2 separate regions of the Mus musculus genome follow, and region 2 is linked to region 1. The links are chromatin contacts, called in public promoter capture Hi-C maps. All regions are on one chromosome and are shown on one strand. Each heading gives the region's core, a stretch centred on a gene start, on an enhancer-like site or on the middle of the called end of the contact. The rest is flanking DNA. Distances are from core to core; before and after follow the strand shown. Region 1 holds the start of S100a3 (S100 calcium binding protein A3). Region 2 holds the start of Mrpl9 (mitochondrial ribosomal protein L9).

Evidence for each region. Promoter capture Hi-C pulls out the DNA fragments that hold promoters and counts their contacts.
Region 2: a promoter capture Hi-C map of cranial neural crest shows a contact between it and region 1. The contact joins the promoter of Mrpl9 here to the promoter of S100a3 in region 1. A contact is called at or near these places in 3 of 39 promoter capture datasets (the HPC-7 cell line, cranial neural crest and second pharyngeal arch cranial neural crest).

Annotation. Positions count from the first base shown.
Region 1 is chr3:90,597,857-90,603,929 of GRCm38.p6, reverse strand. S100a3 (S100 calcium binding protein A3) reads right to left here and starts at 3,716. Exons shown (of 3, transcript NM_011310.3): 1 at 3,662-3,716; 2 at 2,005-2,150; 3 at 1,224-1,739. The coding sequence starts at 2,145. The coding sequence ends at 1,575. S100a4 (S100 calcium binding protein A4) reads right to left here and starts at 160. Exons shown (of 3, transcript NM_011311.2): 1 at 124-160.
Region 2 is chr3:94,439,896-94,445,968 of GRCm38.p6, reverse strand. It overlaps Mrpl9 (mitochondrial ribosomal protein L9), which reads right to left and starts at 2,633. Exons shown (of 7, transcript NM_030116.2): 1 at 2,475-2,633; 2 at 2,154-2,310; 3 at 1,258-1,382; 4 at 1,018-1,068. The coding sequence starts at 2,618.

The DNA.
Region 1 (6,073 bases), core at 2,467-4,966:
CCACATCAGAATCTCTCATCTGGATTTATTAAAGACATCTGTTCCCCCAGCAGCCCCCCTTTCTTCTACCCTAGCCTCAGCCTCTAATGCCGCTAGCAGTGCTATCAGACCAACACAACTCACCAGACCAAGAGAGAGGAAGTGCTGAATAGAGAGGTTTGGGGAGAGCCCAACAATCTGACCTATTTATACCCTGCCAGGCCCTGCCCATGCAGAGGATGGGGGAACATGGATACTGTGCTCTTGCTGTTGGTTGATGTAGTAAATGTCATAGCACCCTCGACCAGCCCAGTCTGGGAACCAGGCTTCCTGCTCCCTCCCCAGCAGGCACAATCAAGTAGTGAGTGAGCTCCAGTGGGCACGGCAGAGACTTGGATGGGGTGGACACCACCAAGCAGCCACAGCTCAGCCAGAAGTTTAGGAAGCTTTGAGAACGGGCAACCTGGACATGAGGTGTGGGCCACAGGAAAGGAGATGGAGATGTTATGGGCAAGGGATAAGGAGCTGCCCTGGAAATATGTGGCCCAGGAACGAAGGAGGTGACCCCAGCCAGTGGGACAATGTCAGCACTTCCCTCCAGCCTAAACAGCTTCTTGTCACAATCAGGAAGACCCAGGATAGAGGCTAGCAAGTCAGGAGGGACCTTGGGACCACCCCAGGTATGAAGTAGGAGCTATACCTAGGAGGCCATGATGGAGTTAGGGTGGCAGTGTGGCCTGGAGGTTTTCGAATGGATGGAAGCTGGAGTAAGGATATTGAGGAATGACAGGAGCATTCGGGGTTGAATGTTCAGCTTGAAGAAGAGAGTTAAAGAGGAAATAGGTAAAAGGGGGAGTCAGGATTAATCTCTAAGGATAGGGTACAAATTCGGGGATTGAGTGAAGGTTAGATGGAGGTTTGGCTTTGGGCTCCCACAACCATACTCTCCTTGCAGCATCTGGTCAGAAGTACCTCCCAAGGAGCCCCTTGTCCTCCTTGAAAGTCCAAGATAAGGACTTCTATCTCAAGACAGGGGACAGAGAGAGACAGAGACCCTCCAGTCTCATCTGATAGGACACGTGTTACCCCTACCCTCCTGAAATGTGTGCATTTCTACAGGGCCTGACACCGCTTTGGGGGTCCATGCCTTCCATGGTAAGCCTCCTACCTCCAGTAGTAAGGAGCATAAAGGAACAAGGACTCGGTCCCAAGGCCCAGTGTGTCCCATCAGAAAAAAACAAAAGTAAGCCAAGAAGACATTTCTTTATTGGGAGTTGAGGAGGCCCCTGCCACAGCGGTCCCAGTTGTGTGCACATGGCTGAGCAGAGATGTTCTTCCCTTCCAAGAAGAGAAGCGGCAAAGGCTGGCTACTGTCCCACCCCTCACAAGCTAGACATCCCTAGGAAAGCCTCGAAAGCTCATGGGTAGCTGGGTGGGGTTAGCACATCAAGAACTTGGCAAGTCTAGATTGAAAGGGGTACCACAGAGAGAGTGGGAAGGGTGTGGCTACACACCCAGGACCACCTCAAGGACAAAGATGGAGGACTGGAGCAGACCCTGCCCTTCTGGGATAGCGTACACCTTTGGATCAGAGGCTACTGGGGGCAAGGAGGCTCAGGGGGGCACTCTTTGAAGTACTCGTGGCAGTAGAGACAGAGGCTGGCAAGTGAGCGCACGTACTCCCCAAAGTCCACTTCGCAGTCTTTGTTGGTATCCAGAACACTCATGAATTTATTGTAGTCACACTCCCGGAACTCACTCTGTGGAAGGGATGAGAAGGCAGGGTCAGGAAACCAGAATAAGGAGCCAAAGTAGCTTCCCACACCACTCCCCTCCGATGGTTAGGCTGCCCCATTCCAAACCAAAACCCTCATGGGGCCAACCTCATCCTACCCACCTGATAAGACACCCATTTCAGTCCCCCTTCCCAGCCCTGTGTCTCAGCTCATGTGCTACCCTATGCTGCTGCTTGGCCCTAGGCCACGATTTGCAGAGTCCAAGTGGGGAGAGATATGAGGTGCTCACCGGCGTCCAGGTGGGCAGCTCCTTCTGCAACAACTCCTTGAGCTCCGACTGGCAGATCTTGTATTTATCCCCACAGCGCCCTGCATACTCCTGGAAGGTGCACACGATGGCAGCTACTGCCTGCTCCAGGGGCCGGGTCATCCTCACTGTCACAAAACAAGGGTATGACTCGCAAGGAATCAATTCACCTCCCCGCTGTGCCTGTTGTGATTTTTCTAGACAGAAGTTTCAGTTCCCTGACATCACCATAAATTCCTCAGGAGCAGAATATCTACCACCTTCACCCCAACTGGGAGCCTCCCTCTGACTCTGACTCCCTCCCATCGTTTCCCATCACAACACCTGGGAATTCTCAGTCTTTTATTGGGCACCATTCCATGTGATGCTGCCCTTGATCCTAGAAAGCCTCTGCCTTTTGGAGACCTGGAGCGTCATCCTGTAAGAGCTTGCACAGGAAGCCCTGCCCAGGGCTTCTTTGTCCAGATCCTGGTGAGGCTAATGCCAGAGGCAGTGGTGAGGCCTGACAGGACCCCTCCACCTCACTATGCCTCCTACCCTGAACTCAAAGAAACTGCAATTGAGGACCCTCATTCTATTGTGCACTCTGAAGCCCTGAGCGAACTGTTTCTCTCTGGGTCTCAGTTGTCTTATCTGCAAAGTGGGATAATCTAGCCTCACAGGCCTAGTCAGAAACATGGACCAGGTGGCGTCTGCAGAGTCCACCAGTTCATACATAGATCTACTCATCTATGACCTACTCCATCCTTTAGCTATCCTCCCATCCCCCGGGGGACCTCAGAAGGCTTTGAGAAGAGTCCCCCACTGAGATGGAAGGGAAACACTTCCTAGAATTCCTTCCTTCACCCCACATCTATTGTCCCCTTCCATTGCCCATGCAGCCTGGGCGAACCCTGGGCTGGCAGGGAGGCAATGGAGTTGTTTCCATGTGAGTCCAATGACTCACTCCTGACTCCCTCGGGGGACTAGAGTCCTCCAACACAGGGTAGCCAGAGCCAAGACTCTTCCTGGTGAGTTCCCTCTATGGGGAGCAAATAGCTAGCAAGACTGTAGCTGGCAGGAAAGTAGGAGAATGGGGCTGAAGTGTCAAGCATTATGGGGGTCTAATTCTCTGTGATAGCCTGGCACTGCAGCAAGGATCCATGTTCCCAGAAGAGGAAAGCACCATGATCCTTGGAGAGGAAAGAGGGGTGATCCCAGGAGCTCGGCTCCTCTGAGCCCTTCTGATTCCTCCCAGCCTGCCTGGCGCCACTTCAGTTGCTATTTCAGAAGCACAGGGCTTGAAGACTCAAAGGAATCCTCTCTTCTCCTGCAGCCCTGGCCTGTCCCAACTCGTCCCCAGGAATGAAGCAAAGAGTCAAGGAGCAAAAGCACGGAGCTCACTAAGGGCTACCCCAGAAGCATAGCTGGCTACTGTCCCCCCCACATCAGTACAAGATCGTGGCTGGGCACACTACCCAAAACAAACTTCCTTACAGCTCCTTAGTGTACAAGGGACCCTCTGAGTCCCCATCACCTGCTCACATCAGCTTTCTGCTCCCATATCCAGACCCTGTCTCCAGGAACAGGCTACCTGTTGAGGGCTTTCTGAGCTGCCCCAACTCCGAGCCCAATGCAGTTCCCAAGCAACCATACTCACCACTGCTGCTGTTGCTTCAGCTGTAGGAGCCTACCAACTGGGTGTCCCTATTTGTAGCCTCTCGAGAGATGAAGGGAGCAATTATAAGGACCCAAGTAGGTCAACGCTGAGGCTGCCCTCAGGGTCCCCTGCCTCCATCCCTCAGTAGCCTCTATTACAGGCCCACCGCCCACCTAGCAACGCACACATCAAAGACCCAGTCAGAGTCTCAGGCACCGCTCCCCTACTCATTCCCCCCTCTGCCCTTCCCCAAAGCTGGGAACTGGTAACAGCTTCCTGCTTGCATCTTCCAGCTACACACATCCCTCTACTGAGCTCTTTATTGTGAAGAGACCAAGAATACAAAATGGGGACACATCTTGGGCTCTCTTAGGGTGTACCTCCAGAGAGTATCTGTGCAGGGGAGACCTTGGGAGCATCTGGCTAAGGCTCCTATTTACAGGTGAGGAGTCTGAGGCCATGGAACACCCTCTCTGCCCAGCCTCCAGAGCACTGAGTGTTGGGTGGCCTTTGACTGTGAATTGCTTATTTCGCTGGAGGAAAGGAGGTATTTTTGAAGCCTAGAGAGAAGGCTGTTCTCTGAGGCAGCCACCAGCTGTCAGGGCTTGAACTTTCTTGCCTTTCTGCTCCAAGTGATAATGGATGAACTTGGGTCACAGATTCATGAGAAAGCTGGCATGTCCCCAAGCTCCAGAGCTCACAAGGTTCCACTGTTGTGTTCTGTGCTGGGGCGAGTGACTTTCCAGGCAGTCCTGGGGCAGAGTGTTCGTTTTTTGGCTTAAGCATATTACCCCATGGGGTTCCAGGATCAAGTCTCTACTTATCACCTCTGTGAGCCCTGGGCTTCATCTTGTGTCTTTTCCCCCAAATCATCAAACCCAAATTTGAGAGTGGGTATGGCCAGAGCCCTCAGGGTGCCCGCCCTGCTCAGCTTCACAGACTTTGCCATCACTTGAGGTTTTCGGTTTTGTTTTTGTTTTTTAAACAAGTTTTTATTTGTTTGGTTTGGTTTATTGTTGTTTTAAAGATCTGATTTTATTTTGAAAGATTGTAATTTATTTTCCCTTATGTGTCTGTCTGTGAGTGTTGTCTGTATTAGTGCAGGTACCTATAAAGGCCACAGGCACTGAGTCCCCACAGAGTTGGGGTTACAGATAGTTGTAAGCCCCCTGATGTGGGTGCTGAGAACCAAATCTGGGTCCTCTGCAAGAACAGCAAGTACTCTTAACCTCTGGGCCATCTCTCCAACCACAGAGGAACTCGTTTTGTTTGTTGAGACAGAGTCTCTCTACATAGCTATCTCCTGGCTATCCTGGAACTCACTCTGTAGACCAGGCTGACCTTAAACTCACAGAAATCTGCCTGCCTCTGCCTCCCAAGTTCTGGGGTGAGAGGTGTGCACCACCATGTCTGGGCTTAATTCCTTGTTGGTCTTTGATGTTTGAACTTGATCATTTTAATTCTGCCTGGCATTTCTGGCTATTCTTTGTTTTCCCCTGCCATTCTTAGCTGGCATGGGGGAGACCACCACTGACCAGACATGGAAATACCCTCCTGCTGCTTCTCTGTTCTCTCCCACCCCAAAGCTTCTCCATTCCACAAGAAAAAAAAAAAAAAAAAAAACACAACACCCAGAAGAATACAGGAAGGAGAAGAGAAACCTGGCTTCCTGGCCAGTGACAAAAAACCTCATGCCTGTATGGCCCTCACCCTGGGCTCGGTACCCAGCTTTGTCTGGGACACAATCTCCTCTTCGAGGTTGCCAGGCTGTGGATGAGGGGAGTGGGCAATGGAGGCAGAAGGAAGTATGAGTTGTGATTAACTCTGTTTTATTGGCAAGGAGTTATGAGCAGTCTGAGACACAGGACGGAGAGGGTCACATGGCCGCAGAAGGAGGGGCCAGAGTAGACCAACAATTAATTTGCTTCTAGGTCAATGACTTAATCTCATCTGTGTTAAGCCTCTGCTACCAGCTACCTTAAGCATGTCATCTCTGCTCTTGTGACCTGATTTTCCTCATTGATGGAAATAAAAATAGTAACCATCTCATAAGGCTCTTGTGGAGTTTGAGTTAGCACAAGCAAGGCTCATGGAATAAACACTGCTAAAATACAGTGAAGGCTTGGTAAATGTTAACTCCGAGAGGTAACAACTTGCCCGGAATCATATGACTAATGAGTGGCAGGCTTGCTAGTCACTGTTTATACAAGTAATTAGAGGCACTGATACTAGGCATCGGGGGTATAGCATAAACAAAACAGACACAGTCCCTCTCAAGGGAGATGACAATCTAGTGGGAGAAACAGACAATAACAAAGGAATGTTTAATAGGCTGGACGAGCCCAGCAGCCTGGCTCCTGAGCCCACTTTCTTATCCAACAGCCCTTCACGTTTTTGGGCACAGCCACAGCC
Region 2 (6,073 bases), core at 1,384-3,883, 3.8 Mb before region 1:
ACCTCCAGCTCAAGAGATCTACCTACATCTGCCTCCCAAGTGCCGAGATTAAAGGCGTGCGCCACCATGCCTGGCCCCGCTGTGTATTTTCTACTATTACACTATATAAACCTTTACTTTAGGTAGACTGGAGTATCTTCATTGTTAAAATATGCCCTTGAGCTGTTGGCAGGTGTGTGTATAACACACACAAGGCCTAGCTTTGCTCCCCAGCATCCACAATGACCTTTGCAGCATATGTCTACAATCACACCAACTGAAGGGCAGAGTAAGGAGAATTAGGTTAGGGCTGGCCTTGGCTATATACAGAGTTCAGGGCCAGCTATGGCCATATAAGATCCCCTATTTCAAATAAGCATACCTTAAATATTCACTTATACTGCCTAGATTGCCTCAAACCTACTAATTCCAAGGGCCTTATTTACTACTACAAGAAAAAAGTACCCCTCCCCTCTTACCCCCCAGCACCTCCAGACCCTCTTTCCAGCTGTCTATCAAGTGACTCCTACTTTACTGCCTTTAGTTTGCTGACTACCTTCTCCTGTGTGTCTACAGTTCTCTCTCCAACTTATTTGAAAATATTCCCAAAAGGCAGAGTCTTTATCTTATATTTTCCCATAGATCTTGCTTCCTGGATTGGGACTCCCTCAAAAGCTAGGGCATTTTTTGCACCCCCCCCCCCAAAATCCCAGGCTCTGAGTATTTCAAATGGAAGAAATGAACAAATTAAAAAATTGGCACATTTTCTTAAAGGAAGTAAAAAAGCAGCCAGCTGTGGTGTCCAACGCCCTTAATCCCAGCACTTGGGAGGCAGAGGCAGGCAGATGTACAGAGCTAGTTCCAGTACACTGTACCCAACACAGCAGTTCCAGAGGACTCCATACCAGCTACACAGAGCATCAGCCACAATACTACTTTAGCTCATCCTTGTGTGTAACAATAAGCAGACGTGAAGGCCATCAGGGACTCAGGAGGGCGATGACCTCCATGAGGAATCAATAAAAACTTCCTACTCACCGCCTCTCCTGCCTTTGTCTGGATCTTCTCCAGTTTTCCTTCGCGTCTCAGCTGAAAGAGATGAAACTGAGTAGAAGCAATGCGCCACACTGAGTAATTACAGCCCAGCTGTGCTGGGAACTGGTGGGCTTCTGGGTTCTAGCTGTTACTTCATCTTTGAATTAAACAACAAAAGGAAGGACTTCCTAGCAGGTACCTTAAAGTTTTATTTTTCCAAACCCCTTGGTCCTTTGAGCTCACCGATTTCTCCTCTTCAAACAGCTTCCTATTTTCAGGAGAAGCATACACTGCCAGTCCCTGAGAAAGGAGCTTGTTACGACCCACAGATTTCTTCACTGAGACCAGATCACCCCGGACTCCAATTTCTGTCAATGAGAACGGGAATGGCAGATGAAATCTCTGCAGGCTATGGAAAAGATGATCATGGGATCAGCCACAGGTAAAGGCTGTGCCTTAGTGTACTCAGGCCTTGGGGTACATCTCCAGCATCACCAAAAGGGAGGGGCATAGAAAAGAGACAGCCCTTACTTTCTCACAGTTTTTATTCTTCCTTACAAACACCACCACCACCACCACCGTCAATTTACTAGGGCAGGTTATAAGGTCCAGTCGTTAAAGTGCCAGCTGCATAGAGGATCTGAGTTTGGATATTGTCCATAACCTTAGCACTGAGGGGAGGTAATACCTACATCCCTGGGGGCTCAACTCATGCCCTGTATCAAATAAGGTGGACCTTTGGCGCCCCCCTTCTTTCTCTTTCTCTCTCTCTCTCTCTCTCTCTCTCTCTCTCTCTCTCTCACACACACACACACACACACACACACACACACACACACACACCATGCATTTATTAGGAACTACACTTGTCACACGTCTAGCTTAAAAACTGGTGCAGACTGAGCTGTTCAATCAAAGAATGTCACTGTTTGTGCTGCGAACTGTTAGGCTTCTCTTTACACAGTTAACAATATTGCACACACGTTTTAATTTTCCGTGACTTTTTTTTTCTCACCAGAACCACAAAGTAGTAAAAACAAAGCAACAAAAGAGAGGCAGGAAGCGGTTAACGTCAAACAAGAGCAGGGGACAGAGGACAGGGACAGGGGAAGGGGTCAGTACCTGGGCCCAAGCCTTACCGTCCACAGACTGCGTGAGGATGAGCTCCAAGTTGTCTTTGGGCCGGTGTTTCGTGTCCTCCACCAACTTATACACGCGGTGACGCCGGTGCAGGTGCGGCTTTCGGCCCTCCCCGGCGAGCGGCACCTTCCACCAGCGCTCCACGATGACCGTGCTCTGGTGGTCAGGGAGGCTGGGGTGAGCGAGTGTCCGCAGAGAACAACCCGCCACCCCGCCGGCGTCCCCAGGAAAGTCTGCCCCCCAGCCCCGCAGTCTGAGTCTGGCACGAACGACACTCCTGTCCCCCACCGTGTAGGACCCAAGCCCCAGCCGGCCCTCACCTGATAATGAGAGAGACTGAAGTCACGCCCCGGGGTACTCCCTTCAATTCGCGGCCGGAATAGCTCCCGGATGCCTCCTTGACGCAGCCAAGCAGCACCTGCCCACCACAGAGTCCTAACCCCGGGAGCCACAGAGGCCGCCATGACAGCGGAGCGGACAGGCGGAAGAAGGACCCCGCGCATGCGCAGCTGCGCCTCTGGGCTGCCCGCGGCGCGCCTGAGTGGTATAGATATAGGCTGCGCTGAGACCTGGGCATGGGGAGTGGGAGAGTTGCCGCAACCCCGCCTTGCACGCCGACGATAGGACAGCGGAGAGAACTGCTTTTTTTTTTTTTTGTCACCACTTTCCACAGAGCTTTGCGTGGACCGACAGTGGAAAACGTACTTTTTTTTTTTTTTTTTTTTTTTTTTGGCTTCACTTTTAAAAAAAGAGGCGGAGGGGGCTTGGCGCACCCTGTAATCTTCCTGCAGGACAAGTTCAAGCTAATCTGGTTTACATCTCAAGCTCTAGGCCAGCCAGGGCTACATAGCGAGACCAATAATAATAATTAACTGGTGAGGAGGAGGATTTTTATCCATAAAAACCAATGATAACAATATAAGTGGTTTGGTTTAGTTCTAGGTACTGGGATCACTTCTAATTTTGACATGCTATAATTTCTGAACACTAAAATATGGATGTCACTCTCAATTTTCCCTTGAATCTTTCTAAAAGTAGTCGAAGGATGGGATCCTCTAAAAACTCTGCAACTTTCCATGATATTGTTACTATTGTATTTAAGCTAATATTTAAAGAGTTGCAGGAGACAAACTGTAGAGAAAAAGAAACTACTGTTAGGCACAAGCAGGTCCTTCTGTGGAGTCTTTGTGCTTAATAGATGGTTATAAAATGAGGGTCTATAAAGGAGTGTGGAAAGATGTGCTACACTCCATTTTATGTGCACTTACATAGACTGACCTACACGCATTTCCTTGGTATTCAGGACAAGTCTTCAACAGTCTTTTAATTGTTTGCACCCAGCACTCAGTATGTGGAATTTCATTCTTTTTAGTATCCAGTGTCTTGATGCTCTCAGTTCACCTTATGGCTAACCGCTATTTATATGCCAGTGATGTCCAAATTCTTATCCTAGGCTCCCACAAACTTCACATTGGAATACCCAACTTCTTATTCATCATCATCTTATATGTCTAACAGACATTTAAAACGTAATGTATGCCCCATTCTTTATAAACTGCCCTACCTGCAGGTGTTCCTGTTACAGCTGATGAGAATTCCATTTTGTTGTTTTGTTTTCCTCCATTCTTTGAAACATCTTATTATTTTAAAATTTTTACACGTTTGTATATTTGAGATTATATAATTTTACCCTTTTTCTCCTTCTAACCCCTCTCCTCCTCTCTCAGATTCATGGACTCTTTCCCCTTGTTATTTATATTTGTGTTTATACATTCTTAAATATATAAATATAATCTGCTCAGTCTGTACATTCTTACTTGTACGTATGTATGTTTTCAGGGCTGATCATTTCGTATTGGGTAACCAACTGGTGTGCTCTTCCCTGGGGAAGATTATTTCTCCTGTTCTCAGCATTCTTTTCTTGCCTGTAGCTCTTTGTCTAGGGTTGAGGCCTTGTGAGCTTTTTCCTTTCTCATTAGTATATTAGTATATTAGTGTCCTCCTTGTTCAGGTCTTGTTTAGGTAGCAATGTTGGTAAGAATTCACAGATGTAGCGCCCCTGACATTTTTAGGAGACACAATCTCATAGCAAACTTCCTGTTCCTCTACTTCATAGAATTGTTCTGCCTCCTCTTCTACAACAATCCCTAAACTTGAGATGCAGGTATATTATAGATGTATCAGTTGGGAGTGCGTTTCACAACTCTCCGTTTTGATGGTTGTAGTTTCTGTAACGATGTCCACTTGTTACAAAGATGTTTCCTTGATGAGTGGCAAGAACTACACTTATCTGTGGGAAGAAGGATAACGTTTTAGAATGTAGTTAGAGATTATGCTGGTTTAGTAGGGTGGTAGTTATAGGTTCTCCTCCAAGATCCATGACCTCACTAGGCAGGAACATCTTAAGTTTCCAGAAACAGGCATGACTTCCCTCTTGTGGAGAGGTCCTGAAGTACAATTAGAGCGTTGTTGGTTACTGTCAAGGTAGTATGCATGCTGCTGGTTACTGTTGTGGTTGGTAGGCATCATAGCTAGGTAGGACTATCAGTTGCTTTCTTCCTTTAGCACCATGAAAACTAGTTCCCAAGGAGGAGGCTTTCAGCTCAGAACTACCTCTGATCCTCTGAGTGCTGAGCACATTTTTAAAAGCTTCTTTATTTCACAAGGCATCAGGAAAACCCTATATGTTCTTAAATAATTACGCTAAATAATTAAAACATATAGAATATATATCACATGTAGAACACTAACGAGGTCAAGGAAAAGTGAGAAAAAAGGGAAAGTGAAAAGAGAAATAAAAAGGAAAGAAGACAGGAAATGTTTAAAATCTAAGAGGCAGAGCTGGAAAGATGGTTCACTGGGTAAATTGCTCGTATGCAGCTCTGATAAACTGGGTTAGAGTCCCACAACACACAAAACCCCCTAAAGCCAGATGAAGTAACTTGAGTCCATTGAGTCTGTAATCTCAACCTCAGCATTACTATGGTGATAGGAGATAGAGACAAGAGAACTGACCAGAAGCTTAAATTCACAGTGTAGCAGCAGATAGAACAAGAGCCTTTGGTTTAAAAACAAGGTGAAAGGAAAGAATAGACTACTTGGAAAAGCTGTCCTCTGACTTCCACATACACATGCATAGGAATTAAGTTAAAAGGATCCATGTGGCAGGCTGGCATGGTGGTGCCGGTCTTTAATCCCTGCAGAGGCAGGAGGATCGAGCTCTCTCTCCCAAATCTAAGTGGTAACACTTTTTTTTTTTTTTTTTTTAGAACAAAAGGTATATTGGAAAGAGGCAGGAGACTACCTTGTTGCATCTCTATTCTACCATAAAATCATACTGACTTTATTTGGTTGACTGTTTGTTTCAAGCCCTGGCTGGAAGGTACCTGTCACACCCATGTCTTCCTCTTTGCTGTCTTGGTGAAACAGCTGATGGAGGGCTCCAGCTACCTGCTCCTTATTGGCCAGACAAGTGGGGAGGCTGACATGGGATGGCTTTCTGACTAAACAGGTAGTTCAGCCTGCTACCATGCACAACCATAGCATCCGATTGGAACAAAAGTGGACACTGTGTGAGGAAAATTTGCATCAATGAGACAGAAGAGGATTTACTCTCTTACCTTCTGGTTGAGGTCACCAAGGATGTTATTGGGGGTCACTCGTACCCCAGTGTTTTCACACTGACACAGAAAAGTGTACACAGAGCTAAGTAGTAAGAGATCTTATTTGGAAGCAAAGTAAAGGCACAAGTTAGATGTACTACATGGAGCAGTGGGTCCTGAGCAAGCATGCAGTAGGAGTGCCTGGTTCCTGTTTAGGGCTTTCTTTCACGGGTTCAAGGAGAAAAACAGTTGATTGTGTGATTGTGATTGTGATTGTGTGTGTGTGTGGCTTGATGCCCCATTGTGGAGAACACATT